Linked DNA regions of Rattus norvegicus: all the other regions are linked to region 1. Evidence: chromatin contacts called from public Hi-C data. All regions are on one chromosome and are shown on one strand. Each heading gives the region's core, a stretch centred on a gene start, on an enhancer-like site or on the middle of the called end of the contact. The rest is flanking DNA. Distances are from core to core; before and after follow the strand shown. Region 1 holds the start of Sox9 (SRY-box transcription factor 9). Region 2 overlaps LOC102547123 (a long non-coding RNA gene). Region 3 has its middle 200 kb from the start of Sox9.

Region 1 (3,099 bases), core at 450-2,949:
GAAACCCGACCGAACCGAGTCGTAGCTTACTGTTTTCCCGAGTTCCTTTCCCTAAATAACAAATGTCCACTTCGGAAGAAAACGAAGGGGAACGAGCTTTTCAAAAGCACCCCGAAGAAAAAATTCGTTTATATCTAAGTGTCCACACTTAGCAAATTGGAGGGTAGGAACCTGTCTTCGCTAGAACACAGGCCGGTTCACTTTATCAATAATTTAATAAGTCCAAAGCGAAGTTTTGCAAGAATCAGAAAGGGGTGCTTAAATGAATTTGTTTATCTTTTTTTTTTTACACCGTTGTGAGTTTGTTTGTGGTTCCGAGGGCATGTCGCCCGATGGCAACTAAGATTTTTTTATTCGTTCCAGAAAAGATAATTCCTCCCTTATCCAACTTTGCTCTAAGAGTTTGAATAAACACGGATCTTCGGCTCCAAGCACTCTTAAAGTACAACGGACACCTACGTGGCCTCCCCCAGAACGCCCACCTGTGTGCAGGTCTAAAAGGACGCGACTAAAGTTCAGACGCCTAGCGCTTCGCCTTCCCAGGTTATCTGGTAAAGGAAGGCCCAAGCGAGGGAGTCACAAGGCTCCGCCAAAGTGGCCCGTTTTGTCTGGAGTCTCCAGTCCAAGTCAAGGGCCTTCTCGGCCTCACCGTCCTGCGCTGCCACCTTTGCAAACTTCACTCTCAACACCGGAGCAGTTTTTGCAAACTCCAGTAGCGAACCTGATGGTGTTTGTGACTCAGCCAGGAGGCTAGAAACAAAACTCTAAAGTAATAATCCTGACTCCAAGGGGCGTCAGAGTGCTGGAGGGGCCGGGGAAGGACTTGTCAGTTCAAGGTCGGCGTGGCCCAAGGGACCGGCCGCTAGAGCCCGGGACTGCGCGGTCCCCGCCGCCAGCTTTCGCCGGTGCTTGGCTTTGGTTTTCATTGATTCCCACTGCGAGAGCGCAGCAGAATCTCCAGCCACCACCACACCGGCCTCGGTGAACCAGAGCGCGTTAATCTATTTATATGGATTATTACAGAGAACAGCGGGCGTTGAGTCACCCAAACATTTGCTTCCAAAAGACAATTTCTAAGCACTTTTTGGGAAGCCGGCAGACTCCAGGCGCAGAAGCTGAGCTCCGCTTTGACGAGCAGCTGTTGCAATTTCCATTGCTGTAAACGCCAGCAAAGTCCCGGGTACCACGGAGACAGCATCGAAAAAGTAGTGGACTGTGGTGGGGGGGGGGGCGGGAGGGATAGTGGGAGGGGGGTCCTAGTCTAGACATGCGCGCGTACACACACACACACACACACACACACACACACACACACACACACACACAAGGAGACCGTTCCAAAACTGTGACATTCGGAGAGTAGAGAGCAAACTTACACACTCGGACGTCCCGGGTCCCCCGCCTGCCCCGCGCCCCCCCCCCCAAGTCCCCTCACCCCACCATCCCCATCCACCCTCCGGCTGAGCTTCCCTCCCCTCTCCTCCCCTCGAGTCTCGTCACCCAACCCGGAGCCACAATCCTCCCCCCACCCTTTCAAAATCCGGTCCAATCAGCGACTTGCCAACCCTGATGACTGCCGAGCCGTGATTGGTCCGAGGTCTCTAAGGTGAAGGGGGAGTATTTATTAAAGAGACTCTGGGCTGGGAGCCGGAGAGCTGAGAGCGTTGCTCGGAACTGTCTGGAAACTTCAGTGGGAGCGACAACTTTACCAGTTTCGGTCCAGGAACTTTTCTTTGCAAAAGAGACGGGGTGCAAGTAGCCCTGGTTTCGTTCTCTGTTTTCCCTCCCTCCTCCTCCGCTCCGATTCGCCTTCCCCGGGTTTGGAGCGGGCAACTGAGCACTGGCCACCCAGCGCCTCTGCTAAGTGCTCGCCGCCGCAGCCGGGTGACGCGCCAACCTCCCCGGGAGCCGTTCGCTCGGCGTCCGCGTCCGGGCAGCTGAGGGAAGAGGAGCCCCAGCAGCCGCGGCTTCTCTCCTTTCCCGGCCACCCGCCCCCTGCCCCGGGCTCGCGTATGAATCTCCTGGACCCCTTCATGAAGATGACCGACGAGCAGGAGAAGGGCTTGTCTGGCGCCCCCAGCCCCACCATGTCGGAGGACTCGGCTGGTTCGCCCTGCCCCTCGGGCTCAGGCTCCGACACGGAGAACACACGGCCCCAGGAGAACACGTTCCCCAAGGGCGAGCCGGATCTGAAGAAGGAGAGCGAGGAAGATAAATTCCCAGTGTGCATCCGCGAGGCGGTCAGCCAGGTGCTGAAGGGCTACGACTGGACCCTGGTGCCCATGCCGGTGCGCGTCAACGGCTCCAGCAAGAACAAGCCACACGTCAAGCGGCCCATGAACGCCTTCATGGTGTGGGCGCAGGCTGCGCGCAGGAAGCTGGCAGACCAGTACCCGCATCTGCACAACGCGGAGCTCAGCAAGACTCTGGGCAAGCTCTGGAGGTGAGCGCGCGGGCTGCCACGGAGGGCTCAGTGGCTACCCGGGACGCGGGCTGCACTTACCGACCCCGCCCCGCCTCCCTGAGTTGTGCATCCTGGGGTCTTCGGTCCAGGATGCAGGGCGGGGAGGGCGGGGAGGGCAGGGAGGGCTGGGGGGGGGGGGACGCAGCTCAAAGTTTGAGAAAGTTCTTGGGATTGCTCTTAGCGATGGCGGGGAGTTGGGGGGTGCGCGGTGGAGAGTGGCGTGAATGTAGGAATGTAGTGGGGAGTGAGGGGGTGTGCCACCCCGGTCCTCCTTGAAAGGAACAATTAGAGGAAGCAAGCCCACCTCCCCCCCCCCCCCGGCCAACTGCGCTCTTTCCTGGGAAGACCGAGTGAAGGGAAAGTGTAACTGAGACCGGAGTAGACCCAGGCAAGAATTGGGGAAAGCTACTGAGAACTGGTAGGGGCGTGGATCGACAGAGCGAGCTTCTTGCAATTTAAGTGGGTTTTCGGAAAGTTTTTACTGCGTGTTGGGAGGGGTGGACCGCTCCGGTAGCAAAGGCGTTTAGAGCAGCCTCAGCAGGGAGCTATTTTCGTCTACTGGGCTTCCAAAATAGGAGGCCCGGGAGGGGGCGGGGCGGGGCGAGGAGTGACCGCTCAGGTCGACTCCGAATACT
Region 2 (2,986 bases), core at 338-2,837, 170 kb before region 1:
TACACACACATACACCACACACACACACACACACACACACACACACACACACACACACACCACACACAGGTCTTTTTTAAAATATGAAAGGTGAGACCAGCAAGCAAGATAGCCAGACCTACATGTACTACTGTTTTAAAGGCCATCTTTGATCTTCTGGAAAGTTCTATTTGATTCTGGGTTTTTTTTCTTGTATACTACAAGTGTGTACAGAGTTTCCCAAATGGTAGAGGTAGTCTATCCTAAGAATCGAGAACACTTTTAATAACTGGACTTTTTAGGCCAGATTTTTTTTTAAGATCTTTGAAATAATAACTAGGCTTGTCTGCCAGTTTTTCCAGAATCACAAATTTAGGGGTCTGCCGTATCCCAGGTCTTGAGCTATGGTGAGGATCAAGCTTTCTTAAGCTTCTGCAGGCCTTATTATTTCTCTCCTTCTGAATCTGCTGATTATAAATTCTTCTGATATTCCACCACCCCGTTCTTTTTCCCAGGGCCTTAAAATTTGGAGAAGAAACATGAAGTGACAAAGTTCACCATTGTTTGACCAGCCTTCCTGGACCACACTGATTTTGGTCAGCATTGTCTATGCTTGTGTACATGTTCACATGATTACATGCATAATATATATATATATATATATATATATATATATATATATATATATATATATATGCACCAACCAGAAGGCCAGTAACTTTCTGCATTTTGGGTTTTTTTAAAAGAATTTTTAAATTTCGTGTGGGTGGTTTGCCTACATGTGTATCTGTGTGCCACACATATGCCTGCCTGGTGGCCTTCACAAGAGGACATGAGATCCCCTGGAACTGGGGCCACGGATAGTTGTGAGTGCCCTTGTGGGTGCTGTAATTCCTCTGGAAGATCAGCCGGTACCCATGCTGAGTCATCTTTTACAGTACTCTACCTTATTGTTTCTGCAACTGTGTCACCCACAGAGTGTGAAAATGCTCAGCTGGCTGGGCTGGCCGGCCAATGAAATGCAAAGATGGGCCTGTATCAGCCCAACAGGAGAGTTGGAGTGTCTTATGTGCCTGAAGTCGGCTTCTGCATCTTGCTCTGTAAGTGCTGCTCGATTCTCTGAACTTGTTCCCAACCCCCCAGCATTGTTAGCTTCATGATCAGAAAGCACCGCCACCCCACCCCCATTTCTCCCTTCTATCTATCCTGATTCGGTAGCTGAGCCTAGAAGAGTCCTAGGCAGGTTAACATGCATGCTGGAGGGGTGTCAGGGTTTTACTGGGGCTGAGAGATGGTCGCCAGCAGACTAACAAGGCGGGAAGAGAGGCAGGAAGAATCCTGGAGGCGAAGTCTGACCCCTTTTTGAAAAATGACTGGTCTAAGGCTTCACACTTGAACTCCGGGTTTTATAGTTCTATAAAAGGCAGCTGACAAAAGAGAACCCGTTTTGGGAGGGTCCAGCTGGCGGGGTCTGAGCCCGGGCGGAGCTGCCTCAACCTTGGAAGGGGCCACAGTTGCTTTTTTCATCCGTGAGGTCAGAGCGGATGGGATTCCCACTCCTTCTGGAGCCTGGGAGAGCAGACAGCCCCAGCCGAGCCTGGCGAATGCCAGCAACAACTAGGCGCTGCCTTCCTGGCTCCACAGCGGGAGCCTTTCCTCCACGGAGACTCTGTGCAATGCTTGGAAGGGAAGCTAGCCCAGCCTTTGCTGCTGTCTGCCCGGCTGGGGAGCCTGCTCGCCCTTTCTTTGGCTGCCCTGCACCCCACACCCTGCTCAGCCCACGCAGCTGCCACCCTCAGCCCCCCACTTCGAGACTGGGGGAAGGGCTGCAGTGTTGCAGTGTCTGACTCACAGGCAGACACCTCCCTTACCCCTGGACTGTAGAATTGCCCCCAAAATGAAAATGTGTTTTTGGACTCAACAGTTATTTTCCATTTAGTTTCTTTTTTTTAATTTTCTATTATTTATTTATTTATTTATTTATTTATTTTCTATTTATTTATTTATTTATTTTGCTTTTGCTTATTCACTTCAGACCAGTCTACTACATTGGCCTCAACTGCACAGTTTCTGTGTGGACAAAGCTACTAGCGCTCCAAGCCCTGGGGGTTTGGCGTGAAGCAACTTCTGCTCACTCAGCCCTGACTCAGAGGAGGTACCTTCTTCCTGGCCAGAATCAGGGCTGCTCAGCTTCAGGGAGAGGCCAGAGAGAGAGAGAGAGAGAGAGAGAGAGAGAGAGAGAGAGAGAGAGAGAGAGAGAGAGATGGAAGGGAGCCCAGGAGGGCAGAGGCAGAAGCAGGCGCCTCAGAAGGGAGGGCTTGCTTCAAGGAAGACTTGCTTAGGGGAAGATCTGAAAAGGTTTCAGAAGCCCTTGGCTCTGGCCAGCAAGCAGTTCACATCTACCACTGATTGCCTGCCTTGCTCCTTCCTGCCTTTGGCCTGGCTGCAAGGCCAAGAGAACAAGGCTGGAGCGAAACCCCAGGGAAAGTCTGCTGAGTGGCCCCAAGTCTCCAAATCATCCATTATCATCAATCAGGATCAGTCTACACAATGTGAACACACTATGTGTCTTCGTGCTATCCTGTGACGCATTCCCTCAGCCCTCATTCAGGCATTCTATTACCAGACGCTATTTTCGCAGCCTACTATACACAGAGGAGGACCTACTGAATGGCAGAGAGACCTGTGCTGAGCCTGGAACAGCTGCTGCTCTGTGGATTTGCCTTGGAGAACACAACTCCTAACAGAGCTGCCCTGACAGAGAAGGAGTTCCGAAGCTGGCCATTCTTCTAGATCACAAGAAGCCGGGCATCAGGGATGGGCCTCAGGGATGGACCTCTAGCAGCAATGGCCTGTGTTTGTAATGCATTTGATTTCCTTCAGCACTGTCTGGCTCTCTCTCCTGAGAGTCCACATTGGAGAACCACGTCAAAAAAGAACTTCCTAAGAAAGCCAGACATGGTGGTGCATACCTATGAGGTATGCATACCCAGGAGGCTATGGGAGG
Region 3 (3,106 bases), core at 292-2,791, 200 kb before region 1:
CGCTAAACCCAGTCTCGCTCCCTCAGAGTCCACCGACTCCTACCTTCAAAGCTTCTCCGTAGAGCAAGTGCCCACCAGAATCCTGGATTACTGCATACAGTATATTTATCTGGTGAAATACGAGCTGTGGGTCCAAGGAGCGATGCTTTGCCACAGACACCCTATCCATCTGCTCAAAATAAGCAAGCTCAGAAAAGGAAAGTCAAAGGGAAACTTAAATTTGGATGCATGGGGAAGATTAACGAGAGGTTAAGGGCTGAACTGCCGAGGTTTTATAGACTTGAAATTGAATCCGGTAAAGGGTCCGGGCAAATGCATCTTGTTCTTGTCACTTGAAGACCGAAGCTGCCATCCACATGGAGACCAGGCACAACCCACAGAGTTGTGCCTTGGATTGGAAAGGTCACATACCTATGACCTTCATATTTCTGGACAAAGTGATTCTCCAAGTCAGTCAGCTTCCTTAAGGAAGCTTGTACCATCCTGTGGTTCTATGTAACCGCCCTCGACCTTAACTGGAAATAGATTAATAACAACTACGTTATATAGTAACAATGTGCCACTTACCTTCAGTTACTTCATCAAACAGTGTATCAAGACTGGGCTGAGTCAATACACCACAGAGTACATGGATAACTCAGCTGGTTCTCACTGCTGCCTTGAGCTTTGCCCTAAAAACAGTTGTTCATTTTGTTGGGGGGGGGGGATCACATCTGCTGAGAAAATGCAGTCAGTGAGAGTTGGAGGTAGGAAGGAGACGTTTGATTTGGAACGACTATGAGAAACAGACCCTGGTAGAAGGAACAGGTTGCTGAGGAAGAAGGCTACTGGGGGTTGGTGGGCTATGAGGGATCTGATCCTCTGAGCCTGCCTCCTGTTTCGGGATGTAAAGTCACCTTGCTTCAGCAAAGGTCATAATCACAACATTGTAAACTCATAAACACAACCTTCTGATTATATTTGCACAAACTAGGGAATTGCCTCTAAAGAGTTCATGCCTGTAGACAGTCTCTTTTGAATTGGGATTCATAGAGACAGACAGCATAAGTCACCACCAATTAAAAAAAAATGTTTTTTGAATCAGTAACAATTCTACAAGAACATCATCCAAATCAAATAAGCCCGTGGGGGGGGGGGGTTCCACCGCTGACCTTGAATCACAAATTATATTTCTTCTCCCACACACCAAGACTTCCCCCATGCAGTCCCGGGGACGACGCTAAAGTGTCAGCTTCAATATTAAAATTTAATTTTACATTTCCTCAGGCGGATCACTGATTCCAAGGTTCAGCTTGCCTGAATGTTCTGCGGTCGGGTGGATTTTAGTGGTCTTTAGGAGAGATTGCCTCAAACGCAGAAGTCTCTCCCTACAAGACCAGAAATATTTTCAGAGGAAAGTGAAACTCCCTCTTGCTCTACAATTTAGCCATCGAGAATTTCAAATCACTCAAAACATATTTTGCTATCAAAATGGTGCCAGGTCCCAGGCATGGGAGATGACTACCCTAGCTTTACACAGGATGCATCACCAGCCAAGTATTTATCGAGTTCTTGAGTCAGACAGAGCCATGTGTAAAGAGAGTTAGAGAAAGCAAGAAGTCAGCTCCCTGCCCTCAGGGCACTTACAATGTAATCAGAAGTCCTTTGTTCTCCTGGTTCTCCTCCTCCTCCTCCTCCTCCTCCTCCTCCTCCTCCTCCTCCTCCTCCTCCTCCTCCTCCTCCTCCTCCTTCCCCCTCCTCCTCCTCCTTCTTCTCCCCTTCCTCCTCTTCATCCTTTTCCTTCTTCCTTTCTCCTCTTCCCTCCCCTTCTTACCCCTTCCCCTTCTCCCCCTCTTACTCCTTCCCCTCCTCCCTATCCTCTTCCCTTTCCTGTCGTTTCCGCATTCATCACTATCACCACCACCACCACCACCACCACCACCACCACCACCACCACCACCATCATCATCATTTAGCTACCCTGGGCATCCAATTGTAGAAAAAGATTAAAAATACACAAACAAACAAAAATCTAAACAATATGATAGATCACCTCTCGTCAGTTTTGTACAATGACCTTAATCATCAAACCCTGGGATTTACTACAGCAGTGCAGCTTTTTCCCAGAAAGTTTCCTCACACACGGTAGGGGTCACGGATCTATATGGAAAGCCTATGAGCCGTGAGTGCTGCTGAGAACAGTAAGTGAAGCTGAAGAGAGGGAAATGTCTGAGCAGCTCATTAGGTCTGAATAGAGGACCGGGACAGGGAGTGGCCGGAGCCAGAGGAAGAGGGCTGACTCCAAACGGGCTAAGTAACAGATGCGAGGGCACGGAGTCCCAAGTAGCCAGGTGGGAGCTGCGGTTGCTCAGGCGACTGGGGCGCAGCTCTCTTTGCTTTGGCGGAGATAAGACTGTGCGGCTCTGCATTCGTCCTGAACTCTCTAGCATAGGAAACAGAAAAAGTTTTGTCCCCTTCGGAGAGCGTCCCATTTTCCACTCAGGCCCCATTTGCGTGCCACAGCACTGACTCTGCGATCTTCCCTCAATGGGCGCTTATGTTCTCGCCAGGAAGGTCAGCCTTGCTAAATGTTATGGTTTGGAATGGTCCGGCGCAAGGATGGAAACCCGAGTTAATTCAATTAAGGCCCGGGGTCCTGGGCTTTGAACCAGCCACAGTCTTGATTTTATGAGAGGATGAAAAGTTAATTATTTGCTCAGTTTGAATGAGGTCGACTTTGAAAAACTCAAAAAGAGAAGTTTTCACGTCAGCTTTCCTGTGGAAAATCAAGGCAGGTTGAACCCGGGTCACAGGAGAACCTTGGGAACTGAGTCTGCCTGCCTTTGGGGTCCAGAATCCTCTCCTTTATCTGTCTCCCCACATGTTTATCTGCGTGGCTACTTAGAAATGTAAATAAGAAAATACGAGCTGAATTTTGTAAGGCAAGGTTTTAGGGTGCTTTCTAAAGAGATGTCTTAATAGTTCGTTCAGTGGGTTTACCCCATTTCGACTGCCGGTTTCATTGCCATTTTAGCGCTAATAACTGCTTACCTTTAACATTTTACATTGAAAGTGTATACATCTATATATGTCTGGAGATGAGGGAGCACTAGGATTGCACCACTGT

What was found. A called contact is a pair of places that touch in the nucleus more often than the background predicts.
Region 2: a Hi-C map of mammary epithelial cells shows a contact between it and region 1, with 4 times the contacts expected there. The contact joins the enhancer-like site here to the promoter of Sox9 in region 1. A contact is called at or near these places in 2 of 12 Hi-C or Micro-C datasets (Schwann cells and mammary epithelial cells).
Region 3: a Hi-C map of Schwann cells shows a contact between it and region 1, with 11 times the contacts expected there. The contact joins the enhancer-like site here to the promoter of Sox9 in region 1. A contact is called at or near these places in 4 of 12 Hi-C or Micro-C datasets (the A7r5 cell line, Schwann cells, hepatocytes and 1 more).

Annotation. Positions count from the first base shown.
Region 1 is chr10:98,304,045-98,307,143 of GRCr8, forward strand. It overlaps Sox9 (SRY-box transcription factor 9), which reads left to right and starts at 1,700. Exons shown (of 3, transcript NM_080403.2): 1 at 1,700-2,443. The coding sequence starts at 2,013.
Region 2 is chr10:98,136,399-98,139,384 of GRCr8, forward strand. It overlaps LOC102547123 (a long non-coding RNA gene), which reads left to right. Exons shown (of 5, transcript XR_357964.5): 4 at 957-1,079. Among named protein-coding and RNA genes, the nearest start is that of Sox9, 170 kb to the right of the region's middle. Within about 2 kb of position 1,588, at least 12 of the 93 cell types and tissues checked have an H3K27ac peak or open chromatin away from gene starts, as enhancers often do. A contact at or near this core is called in Schwann cells, where this site is marked.
Region 3 is chr10:98,103,635-98,106,740 of GRCr8, forward strand. No RefSeq gene overlaps it. Among named protein-coding and RNA genes, the nearest start is that of Sox9, 200 kb to the right of the region's middle. Within about 2 kb of position 1,542, at least 5 of the 93 cell types and tissues checked have an H3K27ac peak or open chromatin away from gene starts, as enhancers often do. A contact at or near this core is called in the A7r5 cell line and Schwann cells, where this site is marked.